Regions from separate parts of the Macaca mulatta genome. Here region 2 is linked to region 1. Evidence: chromatin contacts called from public Hi-C data. All regions are on one chromosome and are shown on one strand. The core of a region is the stretch at or near the end of the contact, and the rest is flanking DNA. Distances in the headings are between cores, read along the strand shown.

Region 1 (7,692 bases), core at 1,666-4,165:
CTTCCTATCCTGAATCTGTCCCTTTCTGCCCTTCACTGCTGTCAGGGCAGCTATTGTTTCCTGCTAGGACTCCTGCGTTTGCCACCCCACTAGGTGCACTGTCTTTCCTACAGCCCCTTAAACATAATAATAGGGCTAATGGGACATGGCTTCCCCACCTCAACGCACTGCAATCTTGCCACTCAGCCCAAGGTTCATGCATTTGTCTTGCCCAAGGGAGGGCCATCCTCCCTCCCTAGAGACCTCATGCATGCCTTCCCACCTACCCTTATGCTCTTCCCAAAACAGCCCAGTGAAAGCAGACCCCGTGGGTCCAGCAGGCCATGGTTTGAGTCTAAACAAAGACAATGATGATGGCAGGTTATTAGACTTGTGTTTTCTGTTTCTTTGTTTTGTTTTGTTTTGAGACAGATTTTCACTCTTGTTGCCCAGGCTGGATTGCAATGGTGCAATCTCAGCTCACTACAACCTCCACCTCCAGGGTTCAAGAGATTCTCCTGCCTCAGCCTCCCTAGTAGCTGGAATTATGGGCGCCTGCCACCACACCCAGCTAATTTTTAGTATTTTTAGTAGAGACAGGCTGGGCACAGTGGCTCATGCCTGTAATCCCAGCACTTTAGGAGGCCAAGGCAGGCAGATCACCTGAGGTCAGGAGTTTGAGACCAGCCTGGCGAACATGGTGAAACCCCGTCTCTACTAAAAATATAAAAATTAGCCAGGCATGGTGGTAGATGCCTGTAATCCCAGCTACTCAGGAGGCTGAGGCAGGACAATCGCTTGAACCAGGGAGGCGGAGGTTGCAGTGAGCCAAGATTGCACCATTGCGCTCCAGCCTGGGGGACAAGAGCGAGACTTCGTTTAAAAAAAAAAAAAAAGTAGAGATGGGGTTTCACCATGTTGGCCAGGCTGGTCTCGAACTCCTGACCTCGGGTAATCCATCCACTTTGGCCTCCCAAAGTGCTGGGATTACAGGTGTGAGCCACCGTGCCCAGCCTAGACTTGTGTTTTAATGGGGTTTCCCACCTGGCACATATTTTCCACTCCCGACCTCCTGACCTCCAAATACCACATCTACAACACAGCCACCCAGTAGCTGCCCTGTGTGAAGGACAGGCATCCTGACCTTGTCTGTATTCTAGAGGCTTTGTTCTAGTCATACATTTGGACAGTGGGTTCCCGCTTTCACTTTAGAGTCACTCTGTCCTCTGGGATAAGGGAAGTGAGAACTGCTCCCTGAGGAATGAGATCATGAAGGGGCCTGGTAACGGCTGGGAAGGCACAGAAATAAAGCTTTCGGGAGGGAAATGTGAGGAATGCGTTCATCAGATGGGAAACAAATAGTGGCATTTATCGGACTCTCACTGTGTGGAGGCCCTGGGTCTCACCAGATGTATTTGTTTTCTACCGTTACTGTAACAAATTACCAGAAACTTCATAGGTCAAAACAATATCCATTTATTAGCTCACCATTCCATAGGTCAGAAGCCCAAGTAGGTCTTCTGTGGGTCTCATAAAGGCTGAAATCAAGGTGTGGTATGGACTGAGTTGCTGTCTGGAGGCTCTGGGGAAGAATTTGATTCCAAGCTCATTCAGGTTGTGGGCAGAATCTAGCTCCATGCACTTCTAGGGCTGAAGTCCGTTTTCTTTTCTTTCTTTCTTTTTTTGAGACGAGTCTCCTTCTGTCGCCCAGGCTGGAGTGCAGTGGCACGATCTTGGCTCACTGCAAGCTCCGCCTCCTGGGTTCATGCCGTTCTCCTGCCTCAGCCTCCTAAGTAGCTGGGACTACAGGCGCCCGCCACCACGCCCGGCGAATTTTTTGTATTTTTAGTAGAGACGGGGTTTCACCGTGTTAGCCAGGATGGTATCGATCTCCTGACCTCGTGATCTGCCCTCCTTGGCCTCCCAAAGTCCTGGGATTACAGGCCTGAGCCACTGGCTCCGGCCATGAGGTCTGTCTTCTTACTGGCTGTTGTTGCAGCTCTTCTCAGATTCTCAGCCTGACACTTGTCCCTCTCATGGACAAAACTCTTCTCCTACTTCAAGTTTCTCCACCTTCCTCTTCTGCCTTTAAGGACCCTTATGATTACCTTGGACCTACCAAAATAATCCAGAATCATATTCTATTTTAAGATCAGCTAATGAGTAACCTTAGTTATGTCTGCAAAAACCCTTTCACCATGTAGTGTAACTATTCATAGGTGAGATTATCATATTTACAGGTTCTGGAGATTTAGGCACGGAATCTTGGAGGTGGCCATTTTCAGAATTCTGTTCCCCATAACAGATCGACTTGCAACGTCCCAGAATCTCACAGAGTCTAGCTCAGGAGAGGCCCAGAGCAGGGTGAGGCAGTTGTCTGTTCCTGTCTGCGTTGTAGTAGAAGGTGCCAAGGCCGAGATGGGGTCCGCTCCCCAATCCCACCCACAGCGGGCGGGCCTGGAGTAGGGGTAGCTCGCCTGCGCCTCCTGGCGGCCAGGGACCGAGACCTACTTCAGCTCTCACCCGTGTCACAGGAATAAGGCCACTTTCCCAGTTCGCAGTGGGGTTTAAACTGGCCAGAACAGGTTGGTGACTTGGGCCGGGAACTGCCTTCCCATTCTCCATCACACGGCGCCTGCGGATTGATCGCGCAGGCCCCGCCACACCCCTGATCTCCTGGGCGACGCCGGAAGAGTGCTCTGGTCCAGAGATTCCTCGCAACGCGGCAGCCCTAGCCTCTTCGACTTTGGTTCCGACTGAGAGCCGCAGTCTGACGGCAGCTGATCGCCATAAAAATACCGGAAATGTGCTTCGGTAGGGTTTCCCCTGCGCCGCCGCGACCACGGGCTTTGGTTCCGCCGGCATAGGGGCCCGGAAGTGCGGCCTTGTAGTCCGTGAGAAGGAGGCGGCCACAGTAGAGCCTGGTGCCTGAAGAGGAGTCGGAGGTGGGGTCGGATGGGCATCCCCCTGCCGCAGGGCGGGCGAGGAGGCTGGGGCGTACCAGGGGAGGGGCACCTGCGCTCCGCTAGAAGCGCACGCTGCGAACGCGAGGGGGCGCTGCAGGACCGGGGTACGGCGCGGGCCAGGGTGCGGGGTGGCCGCGGCGGCTTAGAGGGGTGCTTTGGGCTTAGGGTGGTGCGCGGGCAATGGAGCAGAGATTGGGTGAACGCGCTCGGGGTAAAGCACACGGCGCGGCGAAGGCGTGGCGGGAGTGTGCGGCGCCGGACCCAGGAAGCTGGCCTGGGCGCCGGGTCTCGAAGGCTGGCCTTTGTTCTGAAGTGTCCAGATCGGCTTTGCGGCGTCGGGACTGAGGAATGGAGCCCGCCGCGGGGCGGGGCGGGGCGGGGCGGGGCGGGGCAGGGCAGGGCGGGAAAGGAAGGTTCAAGTCTCTGGGGTTGATGCGTCCCTATCGGCCGGACACAGATTAGAAGCCTTTCAGGTGCTAGGTGAATACAGATGGGGCGGGTGCTGCATGCTGAGTTAGCCTTTGCACGGGCACAGGCCTGGCTTTTTTGAGGCTCCGAGTGGGGCCGGGGGGCGGGGTGGTGTATCTGGATCTGTAGTCTGGAAAGGCTCCCTCTGGCGGCCATGTGGGGAACAGAAGGGGAGGCCAGGGGCGTGGAGAGACCAGCCAGGTTTCTTCATCCGTCCAGGACAGCGGGAACGGGGCAGTGGAGGTGCTCGAAGTAGTCTGAGGGTCAAATGTTGGGCATGCAAGAAAGGGAGGCGTCTGGCTGAGCAAAGGGACGGCGGATTGGGCATAAGGAGTTGGAGGGGTTGAATCTTGAGACCCCAGTAGAGCCCGAGGGTGTAGGGGCAGCATCAAGCCGAGCCCACTCTGAGACACAGGCTGGTGGAGGCTATACGGATGTCAGAGTCCAGAGCTCCTACCCTCCTCCCTTAGACTGGAGGTGTGTGCAGTATGGGTGCAGGATGAGCTGAGTATCTCATCCCTTGTTTGACAGAAGGGGAAACAGGCCGAAGGATCACGGTTTACCTGCTTGATGGACGGAGTAGCAGAACTCCTCACATTCCAGAGTCCTCTGGGCACTACTCTCTCCCCTTTCTGGTACCTGATGTTGGGCCTTGTCCGGCTTGCTCAGTGGGCACCTATCCAGTCACACACCCCTGCTCATTCCACACTTCCCCTCTCTGTGCCACACCCACACCCTGGGCCCCACAGGCCCCATCGAGATGGCAAGAAGCTGGGGCTGCAGGAGGCACTTCCCTGCCTGCTATGCTAGGGGCTGCCAGGGACCATGTACTGGTTTCCCTGGGGCATCTCCCAAGGTAATGCCCAACCTTTTACCCTCAGCCCTTAGTGACCAGGCACACCGAGAACCATGCTGCCCAGGAAGCAGGTCATGCCATCCCACTCCTGCGAAAGCCTCTGTATATACTAGTTAAGGTGACCTGGTTCTGAGGCAGCAATCCTGCCTCTGCACAGGGTCTCATACTGGGGGGATGTGGCTAAAGGAAACCAAAAGGAGCTGCCAGCAGGGGTGGAGGAGAAACTAGCTGGGTAGTGAGCAAGGTCTGCTCTGGGTGAGGCAGGTTAGCCAGTTGGGATGGGGGTCCTTGGCCTCTTCTACACGCAGGGCTGCCCTCTTGGAGGGGCACATGGGGAGGCCTAGGGTTACTGGAGTTGGGATGGGGTGGGGTGGGTGGGTGAGTCAATGGAGAGTAGGCCAAGCCCTGAACCTTTTCGGGGGCTGTAAGCAAGACCCGGAGAGGGGCAGACCTTTCACATCCCCAACACCCTCTCCTAGGGGTGTGCTAAGGTTTGCCGCGTTAGTAGGGGGCTGTAGAGGGCCTGGCCGGGACTGAGATGGGAGGAGGAGGGAGTGCTGGAGTGTCCTGTGTTGGGAATGGGGACTGTGAAGGGCAGCTGAGGAGGGATGGGTTAGTGCGCCTTGGAGTGTGGTGCACTCTTGAGCCCCATCCTGCAGCAACGGGTGAAAAGATAGGGAGGTTGGGACAGAGGGGGGTCCTCAGTTGACCTCTTCCGGCCCTCCTCTTGTTCTGTGCAGATGGCAGCTGCAGAGGCTGTGCACCACATACACCTGCAGAACTTCTCACGCTCTCTGCTTGAGACCCTCAATGGGCAGAGGCTAGGGGGGCACTTCTGCGACGTGACTGTGCGCATTCGTGAAGCTTCACTGCGTGCCCACCGCTGCGTGCTGGCGGCCGGCTCGCCCTTCTTCCAAGACAAGCTGCTGCTCGGCCACTCTGAGATCCGTGTGCCTCCGGTGGTGCCCGCACAGACGGTGCGACAGCTGGTCGAGTTCCTGTACAGCGGTTCGCTTGTTGTGGCGCAGGGCGAAGCCCTGCAGGTGCTCACGGCCGCGTCGGTACTTCGCATACAGACAGTTATCGACGAATGCACGCAGATTATCGCCCGCGCCCGAGCCCCAGGCACCTCTGCGCCCACGCCCCTGCCCACCCCTGTGCCCCCGCCACTCGCACCTGCGCAGCTGCGTCACCGTCTGCGCCACCTGCTGGCTGCGCGCCCTCCGGGGCACCCTGGTGCTGCGCACAGCCGTAAGCAGCGCCAGCCCGCGCGTTTGCAGCTGCCTGCGCCCCCAACACCTGCCAAGGCCGAGGGGCCTGATGCTGACCCCTCACTGTCCGCGGCCCCTGACGACCGTGGCGATGAGGATGACGAGGAAACTGACGATGAGACCGATGGCGAGGACGGCGAAGGTGGCGGCCCGGGCGAGGGCCAGGCACCTCCTTCCTTCCCAGACTGTGCTGCCGGCTTCCTCACTGCTGCTGCTGACAGCGCCTGTGAGGAGCCCCCTGCACCCACTGGCCTCACTGACTACAGTGGTGCCGGGAGGGATTTTCTTCGGGGAGCTGGGGCAGCTGAGGACGTATTTCCAGACAGCTATGTATCCACTTGGCACGACGAGGATGGCGCTGTCCCCGAAGGCTGTCCCACTGAGACCCCTGTCCAGCCCGACTGCATACTGGCTGGACCCCGCCCGCCTGGTGTGAAGACCCCAGGGCCACCCGTCGCACTCTTCCCCTTTCACTTGGGTGCCCCCGGGCCACCCGCACCACCCCCTTCAGCACCATCAGGGCCAGCCCCTGCGCCCCCACCCGCCTTCTACCCCACACTCCAGCCCGAGGCAGCCCCCAGCACTCAGCTGGGGGAGGCCCCGGCTCCCTCTGCTGCTCCCACCACGGCCCCCTCAGGCACCCCTGCTCGCACAGCAGGTGCTGAGCCACCCACCTATGAGTGCAGCCACTGTCGCAAGACGTTCAGCTCCCGGAAAAACTACACCAAGCACATGTTCATCCACTCGGGTGAGCCAGGGCGGGAGAGGAGAGGGAGAAGCTCTCATTGGAGAGTTAAACCTAAGGGGGAATTCAGCACTAGTTACAGGGCACTGGAACTGTTCTGTTACTTTTGGGTAGCAGGGGGCCTGGAAATTGAGCCTTTCTCCAAGTGCAAGGTATGTGGGGGAGGAGAAAGTCCCACTCTGTGGAGCAGCAGGCACTGGCTTCTGTGGAGGGGGGCCTGAGGCTGGGTTGGGAAGCAGGAGCCTGTCCTGGCCTTTGGAAGGGTGGTGGTGGAAACTTTAGCAGCCTAGGATGCATGTGATGGGCATGGAGTCTTGGCAGGGGCTCCTGGGCAGGTTGGGAGACTATGCTCCAGGGAGCCTCCTGTGTCTCTCTGGTTTCCAGCAGTCCCGCCATGGCAGTCAGCAAGGGAGGGTGGGTTTACAGGCCCAGGGGTAGAAAGCCCGCAGAGAGGTGGTGCGATGAAGGAACTCCTGAGACTGGGGCAGGAGTAGGAAAACATGGGTACAGTGTGGGGACCCCACAGCTGCAGAGGACCCCGAAAAGCTGTGCGGAGGTTCCCTCGGACCTTGGCCGTGTCAGGAAGGCGGCTCTGCAGTGCTGCAGGAGAGGTAAAGAGTGGGAGGATGGTACTGAGGAATGTGAGGATGCTCCCTGGGGGCTGAGATGGAGGACAAAGGAATGGAAAGCAGAAGCCTGCTGGGCATTGTCAGTAAAAGCAGAAATTTGGCTGGAAGGCCACAGTGGTAGTGAGGGAGGTTTCTGCATGGGCTGGAACTTGGGATTTGACTGTGAGTGGTGGGGAAGCCATGGTATTCTAAGCTGGGGAGTGACTGAGATGTCAGTTTATAATCACCTCTGGCTGCCTTGGGGACAACTGGGAGGAGCCAGGGAACTGGGAATTAGGGAGTTGGGTGATTAGTCTCCAGGGTGGTGCCAGAGGCCCCAAGGTAGTGCTGGCTGTGTGAAGTGTGTGATCTGAGTCAGGTGCCTGGGCCCGGTTAGTCTGGGGTACCCCCTGGCAGGCACTGCCTTTCAGTACCGTGCCACTGAGAGAGGTTTTTTTTTTTTTTTTGGAGACCGAGTCTCCCTCTGTTGCCCAGGCTGTAGTGCAGTGGTGCGAGCTCAGTTTACTGCAACCTCTGCCTCCTGGGTTCAAGTGATTCTTGTGCCCCAGCCTCCTGAGTAGCTGGGATTACAAGCGTACACCGCCACACTTGGCTATTTTTTGTATTTTTAGTAGAGAAGGGGTTTCGCCATGTTGGTCAGTCTGGTCTTGAACTCCTGGCCTCATGCAATCTGCCTGCCTCAGCCTCCCAAAATGTTAGGATTACAGGTGGGAGCCACCATGCCTGGCTGAGATACGCATTTTGTTAATACCTGATGAATCTAGGGGTGGACTCAGCC
Region 2 (7,692 bases), core at 2,843-5,342, 40 kb before region 1:
CTGCACATACACAACACAGGATGAAGTGACCGCGAGCAAAGCGGCCCGTGTCTGCCCCACTAAAAGATGGCGGCTAACCCCGCTTCCTGCCCGGCCCCGCGAGAGTCGCCGGAAGTGACCCGCAGGGCCGCCGAAGCGTCATCTCCACGAACGGAAATAACCGAGTCCAGCCGAAGGAGGCCGAACCCCAAACTCCATCGCTGAGCAACGCGGGTTTGCGGCGGCTGCGCAGGCGCACAACGCAGGCCGGGCGGGAAGAGCCAAAGCGGGCAGGCGGCGGAAATATCCGAAGCCGCGGGGCGCCCGAGGCCGTTGCAGACCTCCGCGCTAAAGCCGCTGCTGCCGCGGAAGACGATCCTCCAATACCCACCCGCCGTCACCGCGGCTGCCGCGTCCTCCTTCCACCCCTAGCCGCAGCCCCTTCGCGGAGGGATCAGCTGAGCGGCAAACGGCACAGTCCGGGGAGCCCCGAGTCCGCAGCTGCAGCGGGGCCTGAGACCAGAGTGGGCGAGGGCAAGGAAGGAGCGGCCCGGGGCAGTGGGGGCGGGGCCGGGCGGGCCCGAAAACAGCCGAATTTGGCCGAGAGCTGCCGAGCGAGCCCGAGGCTCTGGGCCAGGCCGGGGCCGGACTACGGGAGCCGAGGCGGGCCGCGCGGTGGGCGCGGAGCGGCGCGGCAGGCCGGGCGGGTGGCGGCAGCAGCGCAGGAGGCCGCAGCGGCGGGTCCGAGGAGCGGAGGCGACGCGGGCGGCGGCGGGGGGCCGGGTGGCCGGGGTCCCGGGCCCCGCGGCGGCGGCAGCGGCGGCGGCGGCGGCAGGATGATCAAGCTGTTCTCGCTGAAGCAGCAGAAGAAGGAGGAGGAGTCGGCGGGCGGCACCAAGGGCAGCAGCAAGAAGGCGTCGGCGGCGCAGCTGCGGATCCAGAAGGGTAGGGGGTCAGGGGATGGGGTTGGAGCTGGAGGTCGGAGGTCAGAGCCTGAGGCAGGGTGATGTTGAGAGTCAGGAGGGGGTAATGCTGTTGCCGAGGGTCAGAGGTGGAGGGCCCCGAGTCGGGGGGGGGGGGTCGGAGTTCAGGTCTTGAGGGTTGGGATCATGCAGTCACGGGGTGGGGGTCAGAGATGGGGCCCGGTATGTGGTGGTTTAGGATATTAGGAAGGCCTGGCGTCTGGTACTAGGGACTCGGAATCTCAGAGTCAGGCAGTGGAGTGGAGGAGCTGGGGACTGGAGAGTATGGGGGTTAGACGGGAACTTGGGTTTGGGGTGACAGGCGAAAAAGAGACGGATAGTAGAGGCTAAAGGTTGGGGATATGAGTGGGAGAGGATTTAGTGTATTATGCTGGGGTCTCTGGGAATCTCAGAGTCAAACGGGTAAAGTAAGTTGGAGGATTAGGGACTCGTGGGCCTACCTGAGAGTCACAGCAATTTGGATTTGGGCTTTGGGGTAACAGGTGGAGGAAGGAAGGTTAGTGAGTACCAGGGATTGGAGACAGGGGTGAGGGGGAATTTAGGCTATTGTGCTGTGAACCTCAGAGTCAAAGGAGGTGGGGCAGGGTGGTGGGGGTTGGGGACTTGAGATTGTGGGGGTCAGATGGGAAGCTGGGTCTGAGAGACAGAGAAGAGGAAGGACAGTGAGGACTGAGGGTTGGTGGGGGTGGGCAGGATCTTTGAGTTTGGGTGAACAGGTAGATACTGGAGAGTGGAGGTCATGGATGGGGAGCCTGGAGTTTAGGGCAGTCAGAGGATGTTTGGGAGTGGGGGCATTTGGGAGCTGTGGATACAGAACAGTTGGGGGTTACCCTGGGCCAGGAGTTGAGACACGCATACACAACTAAACATGCATGTTTGGGGTATGATGTGTATCCACAAGAGCCAAGCTAGGGAACAGGGAGAGGGCTGGAGGTGTGGAGCACAGCCCAGGACAGAGGCCTAGGGGTCTAGGAGGAGACCATGGGGGTTCTGCTAACAAACACCTGCCCTAAGTGTCCTGCTGGCTCCCTCTCTCTCTCTCTTCCCCTCCCTCTTTCTGACCCCCACTCTCTGCTGCCCAAACCCAGACATAAACGAGCTGAACCTGCCCAAGACGTGTGATATCAGCTTCTCAGATCCAGACGACCTCCTCAACTTCAAGCTGGTCATCTGTCCTGATGAGGTGAGGGTGCATATGGCTGAATTCCCAGGAGCAGACCAAGGGTGTCCCCACTGAGAGGAGGGAGACATATTCTGCCCATCAGGCCCCACAGGATGGAACCCTAAAATTTTCTTCTCCCCCTTTCCCTCCCAGGGCTTCTACAAGAGTGGGAAGTTTGTGTTCAGTTTTAAGGTGAGTCCCAGGCAGGCAGGGATGGCTCCCTGGACTGAGGAGGCAGCAGCTGAGGCCCTTCCAGGGACCTACCCATCTCTCCTTTCTTTTCCTGGAGCCAGGTGGGCCAGGGGTACCCACATGATCCCCCCAAGGTGAAGTGTGAGACAATGGTCTATCACCCCAACATTGACCTCGAGGGCAACGTCTGCCTCAACATCCTCAGGTGAAGGCACGGGCCCTCTACTGCCCTCCCCAGCCCTGCCTGCCAGGTCCCCCTCATGGTCTTGTGGGCACTACATCAGACTCTGTCCCTTCCCACCCCTTTGTTGTTTGTGATTTCTTCATTTCCCAGTCATCTTCCTCATGGCCTGACCTTGGTTTTCTCCCTGGCCTAGCCTGCTGCACACCCTCCCTCCCAGCCTCTCACATGCTCACTCTCCTATGCCCTGGATCTGACCTGCCCAATACCAGAGGGGCCTCTGGCAGTCTCCCACTCACCAAGCTCTGACCCTGATGCTCTCTGTCCACAGAGAGGACTGGAAGCCAGTCCTTACGATAAACTCCATAATTTATGGCCTGCAGTATCTCTTCTTGGTGAGTAGGAATAGGTGGTTGGGTCTGGGGAGACTGGCCTTCTGTCCCTCTGGCCTGTTGACCCCCCTACCTGTACTGGCCACAGGAGCCCAACCCCGAGGACCCACTGAACAAGGAGGCTGCAGAGGTCCTGCAGAACAACCGGCGGCTGTTTGAGCAGAACGTGCAGCGCTCCATGCGGGGTGGCTACATCGGCTCCACCTACTTCGAGCGCTGCCTGAAATAGGGTTGGCGCATACCCACCCCCGCCACGGCCACAAGCCCTGGCATCCCCTGCAAATATTTATTGGGGGCCATCGGTAGGGGTTTGGGGGGCGGCCCGTGGGGGAATTCCCTGCCTTGGCCTTACCTCCCCTTCCTGCCACTTGCCCCTAGTTATTTTTTTTTTTTTTTTTTTTACCACCATGTGATTAAGGTCGGCGCTGCCTCCCCCGACCCACTCAGCGATGGGAAATGAATTGGCTTGTCTAGCCCCCCTGCTGGGTGCTTGTTCAGCCCCCACTCTGGGCTGTGGAGTGGGTGGGTAAGGGGCCTGGGTAGCTGGGCCCAGGCAACCCACCCCTCCACCTCTGGAGGTCGCACCAGGCTATTAAAGGGGAATGTTACTGCATGGCCTCTGCTTCTTACTTCTATGGGGTGGGTGGGGCAGCTGAGGTCCATTAGGGCCTGCAAAGCTGGGGTGGTGGAACGTGTGGGCACAGGTGGCATTGCAGCACCCTACAACAGGCTGCCCAGTGCCTGGGGCAGCTCTCGAGTTGGTGGGGATACCAGGCCAGAGCCTGGGGTTGGTTGGGATGAAGCCTACTCTAGGATGAGAAGCGTAGGCAGGATCCAGTGACCTCTGGGTTCCTGGCCAAGAGGGCAGCACAGTGGAAGAAACAAGCCATCTCTAGCTTTGCCCCTTTCTTGTGTGGGTGGGCCCACCGAGGAGGAGGGGCCTCCTGAGGCTCCCTCTATCTGAGGCCTCAGGCAGAAGTCAGGGTATCACGGACAAGCTGGGCCCTCAAGTGGAGGTTGGGTGGAAAGCGCCCACCCCGGTACTGGCTTGGTGGGGTCACTCGGGCGGGACTCAAACATGAAACACTGACGCGCAGAGGAAACGGGAGCTATTGCGCATGCGCTCGAACGCTGGCCCATTCCAGGGCACGTACGCACGCGCGCTCCTGGGAGCCTCCCAACCTTCCGGGTGCGGGCGGGTCATGTTACGTCACGTCGTTTAATCCGGAAACGGCGGCGGAGGCGACAGGATCGAGGGGCCTTGGTAGGTGGGCAAGTCGGGAAACCCAGAAAGAAGCGTGACCCGGAAGCGGAAGCGGGTGCCCGTCCCAGCTCCGGTGAGTGGCCCCTGCTGGACCGCGGATACCGGGCGGGCGTGCGGGCGGCAGCGTACGAGGCTTCTACTCGCCCGGGTGTCCGGTGCCTCGCTTCTCCCTGGGACCCTGTCGTCAACATCGAGGTCTCCAACACCACCTTGCTTTGGTGCCGGGCCCACTGACTCTGTCCTCGGTGTATAGTGCGACCCAACCTGCATCATCCCGTCCTCGGTGTACAGGATGCCCCAGCGCTCCCAACCGTCTCCCTCAGCATTCAGGGTTCCCAGATTCTAATGCTTTGTCCTCAGCTTCACAGCCCCACATTCACCTTTCTTGGTTCTTAGGGTCTCCGCCCATCCTGTCCTCCTCTATCAGAACCCCCACAATTGCCCTGTGCTCGGTGCCCACGGTCCCTAAAACACTAGTGCGCCAACTCGCGTCGCCCCCCGCTCTCAGTCGTATCAAGGACTCCAGGGCCTCACCCATGGGTCTGGAGAGAAAAGCTAAACTTGGAAGCCGTAACTTCTGTGGGGGCATGGCGATGGAGGGGCTCGGGCCAGCGCTTGGATAATTTTCAGGTCTACCTGTCCCCCTTATGTGTCCCCGGGACAATCCCAGTGTTCTCAGCTGCTCCCTTTTGGCCCCTCATTCCTGTCTCCAGTCTCAGCCCCTTCCCGTTTGGCAAGGCTCCCGTGACCCTGTTCTGCTTCTTGCCCTCCTTCTGGGCCCCCTGCCCTACAACTGGGCCTCACATCTGTCTCAGGCCTGCCAGTGAGCTTCTACCACCATGGACCTGTTGTTCGGGCGCCGGAAGACGCCAGAGGAGCTACTGCGGCAGAACCAGAGGGCCCTGAACCGTGCCATGCGGGAGCTGGACCGCGAGCGACAGAAACTAGAGACCCAGGAGAAGAAAATCATTGCAGACATTAAGAAGATGGCCAAGCAAGGCCAGATGGTGAGTGTGGGTGGTCAGGGGCAGGTTGCTGTCAATCAGGCACGGCTGTAACAGCAGTGAACAAGAGACCAGACACCAAACACAGGTGCTTTCAGCAAAATGAGTGGAGTGAAAGGTCAGCAGAGCTTCCCTAGTTTGAGGGTCTGGAAGGCTGCCTCCAAGGAACTGGTATGAGCGCCAAGGCTTGAGTTATGACAGTGAGCCTACAGATCTGGGCAGGGAATGTGTCAAGCAGACAGAGCAGCAAATGTTAAAAGAGAGCCTCGACAAAACGGGAGATGACAGGTGAGCTTCAAGAGTTGGGCATGGACCAGACAATTCAGAATTGTGGGCCAAAGTGGGAGCTAAGTTGAAAGGTTAGGGATTACAGGGCTGGGCGCGGTAGCTCACACCTGTAATCCCAGCACTTTGGGAGGCCAAGGTGGTTGCATCACCTGAGGTCAGGACTTCGAGACCAGCCTGACCAGCGTGGTGAAACCCCAGCTCTACTGAAAATACAAAAAACTAGCTGGGCGTGGTGGTGCACACCTGTAATCCCAGCTACTCTGGAGGCTGAGGCAGGACAATCACTTGAACCCAGGAGGCGGAGGTTACAATGAGCTGACATTGTGCCACTGCACTCCAGCCTGGGCAACAGAGCAAGACTCTGTCTCAAAACAAAAAAAGAAAAAGAAAAAAGATAACTATAAGGATAAGCTGGCCAGGCATGGTGGCTCACGCCTGTAATCCCAGCACTTTGGGAGGCTGAGGTGGATGGATCACCCGAGGTCAGGAGTTCAAGACCAGCCTGGCCAACACAGCAGAAGCCCGCTCTACCAAACATTAGCCGGACATGGTGGTGCATGCTTGTTATCCCAGCTATTCGAGAGGCTGAGGCAGGAAAATCACTTGAACCCGGGAGGCATAGGTTTCAGTGAGCCAAGATTGTGCCACAGCACTCCAGCCTAGGCAACAAAGCAAGACTCCATCTCAAAAAAAGAAAAAAAAAAAGGATAAGGATAAGCTATGGCAGAGGCTGCCAAAACCAGTAAGGAGACATGAAGAAGGAACACAGCCTTTGATGGGTGAGAGGGTTTTGGCCTGAACAGGTAGGTAGAGAAGATAGCATTTCTTGGGATGGGCAAGAAAGATGTTTGGAGAGGAAATCAAAAGCTGAGCCTCAGGTTTGTATGTGATTCTGGATAGTTTGAGGTGTGGGTTTGTATCAAGTGGAAGAAGGGGCAGATTCTTCTTCTAGATTCTTCTAGGCTGGGAATAGAAATTGAGCAATAGCTGTTGTTAAGTCAAAAGAATGACTGAAAACATGGAGAGAAAAGGAACCCTAAGGAGTGAGCCTGGGGCCTTTTACCATTTACGAATCAAGAGAGGTGAGGAGGACCTTACAAAGGAGCCCAGGGAGTTGGTGGCCCAAGAGGCAGAGAAGGGTTAGGTCAGGGGGGAGGGATCAGTGACCATTGGGTTAGCCACAAAGTTTCTGTAAACTTCAAGTGGAATTGCGAATTGGGGTGGTGGGGAGGAACACCTAACTAATGGGGTGTCAAGAAGTATAGGATAATCTCACTCCTGTGTCCTTGATACCCGTCTACTCTGCAGGATGCCGTTCGCATCATGGCAAAAGATTTGGTGCGCACCCGGCGCTATGTGCGCAAGTTTGTATTGATGCGGGCCAACATCCAGGCTGTGTCCCTCAAGATTCAGACACTCAAGTCCAACAACTCGATGGCACAAGCAATGAAGGGTGTCACCAAGGCCATGGGCACCATGAACAGACAGGTGCGCTTTTCCCAATCCCCCTTCCCACTCCCACGACCCATGGGGACCACACTCACACTCCTACCACTTCCAGCTGAAGTTGCCGCAGATCCAGAAGATCATGATGGAGTTTGAACGGCAGGCAGAGATCATGGATATGAAGGAGGAGATGATGAATGATGCTATTGATGATGCCATGGGTGATGAGGAAGACGAAGAGGAGAGGTATGGGGAAACTGGATGGGAGCGTAGAGATGTTTGCCTGGCCCTCATGGAGTACATAGCCCTCATTGAGTTCTCTCTCTTCCCTAGTGATGCTGTTGTGTCCCAGGTCCTGGATGAGCTGGGACTTAGCCTAACAGATGAGCTGTCAAGTGAGTGCTCCAAAACCTGGGCCCCATTTCCCACCCAAGGCCCAGCCACAGCCCCAAGCCCTCCCTTTGCCTGCATTACTCCCCTCCCCTGCTCAAACCCCCACTTTCTCTGCAGACCTCCCCTCAACTGGGGGCTCGCTCAGTGTGGCTGCTGGTGGGAAAAAAGCAGAGGCCGCAGCCTCAGCCCTAGCTGATGCTGATGCAGACCTGGAGGAACGGCTCAAGAACCTGCGGAGGGACTGAGTGCCCCTTGCCACTCCAAGATAACCAGTGGATGCCCAGGATCTTTTACCCTAACCCCTCTGTAATAAAAGAGATTGGACACTAGTCTCTAGGCCCATGTGACTTTTGGCCTGATGTGGGACCAGGCTGGGGTCCCTGGGAGGACAAGTATCACCTAACGCCA

What was found. Hi-C and Micro-C count contacts between places; a contact is called where the count stands out from the background.
Region 2: a contact with region 1 is called in a Hi-C map of fetal cortex germinal zone, with 2.8 times the contacts expected there. The contact joins the promoter of CHMP2A here to the promoter of ZBTB45 in region 1. A contact is called at or near these places in 4 of 14 Hi-C or Micro-C datasets (CD4 T cells, cortical neurons, fetal cortex germinal zone and 1 more).

Annotation. Positions count from the first base shown.
Region 1 is chr19:70,649,283-70,656,974 of T2T-MMU8v2.0, reverse strand. ZBTB45 (zinc finger and BTB domain containing 45) reads left to right here and starts at 2,915. Exons shown (of 3, transcript NM_001266696.1): 1 at 2,915-2,924; 2 at 5,010-6,288. The coding sequence starts at 5,010.
Region 2 is chr19:70,690,667-70,698,358 of T2T-MMU8v2.0, reverse strand. It overlaps CHMP2A (charged multivesicular body protein 2A), which reads left to right and starts at 4,092. Exons shown (of 6, transcript NM_001194122.2): 1 at 4,092-4,226; 2 at 4,969-5,160; 3 at 6,754-6,933; 4 at 7,007-7,137; 5 at 7,225-7,286; 6 at 7,402-7,529. The coding sequence starts at 4,993. The coding sequence ends at 7,529. It overlaps UBE2M (ubiquitin conjugating enzyme E2 M), which reads left to right and starts at 166. Exons shown (of 6, transcript NM_001194143.2): 1 at 166-924; 2 at 2,051-2,145; 3 at 2,278-2,316; 4 at 2,418-2,521; 5 at 2,829-2,892; 6 at 2,978-3,397. The coding sequence starts at 816. The coding sequence ends at 3,118. It overlaps LOC106994871 (a long non-coding RNA gene), which reads right to left and starts at 545. Exons shown (of 3, transcript XR_013409827.1): 1 at 371-545.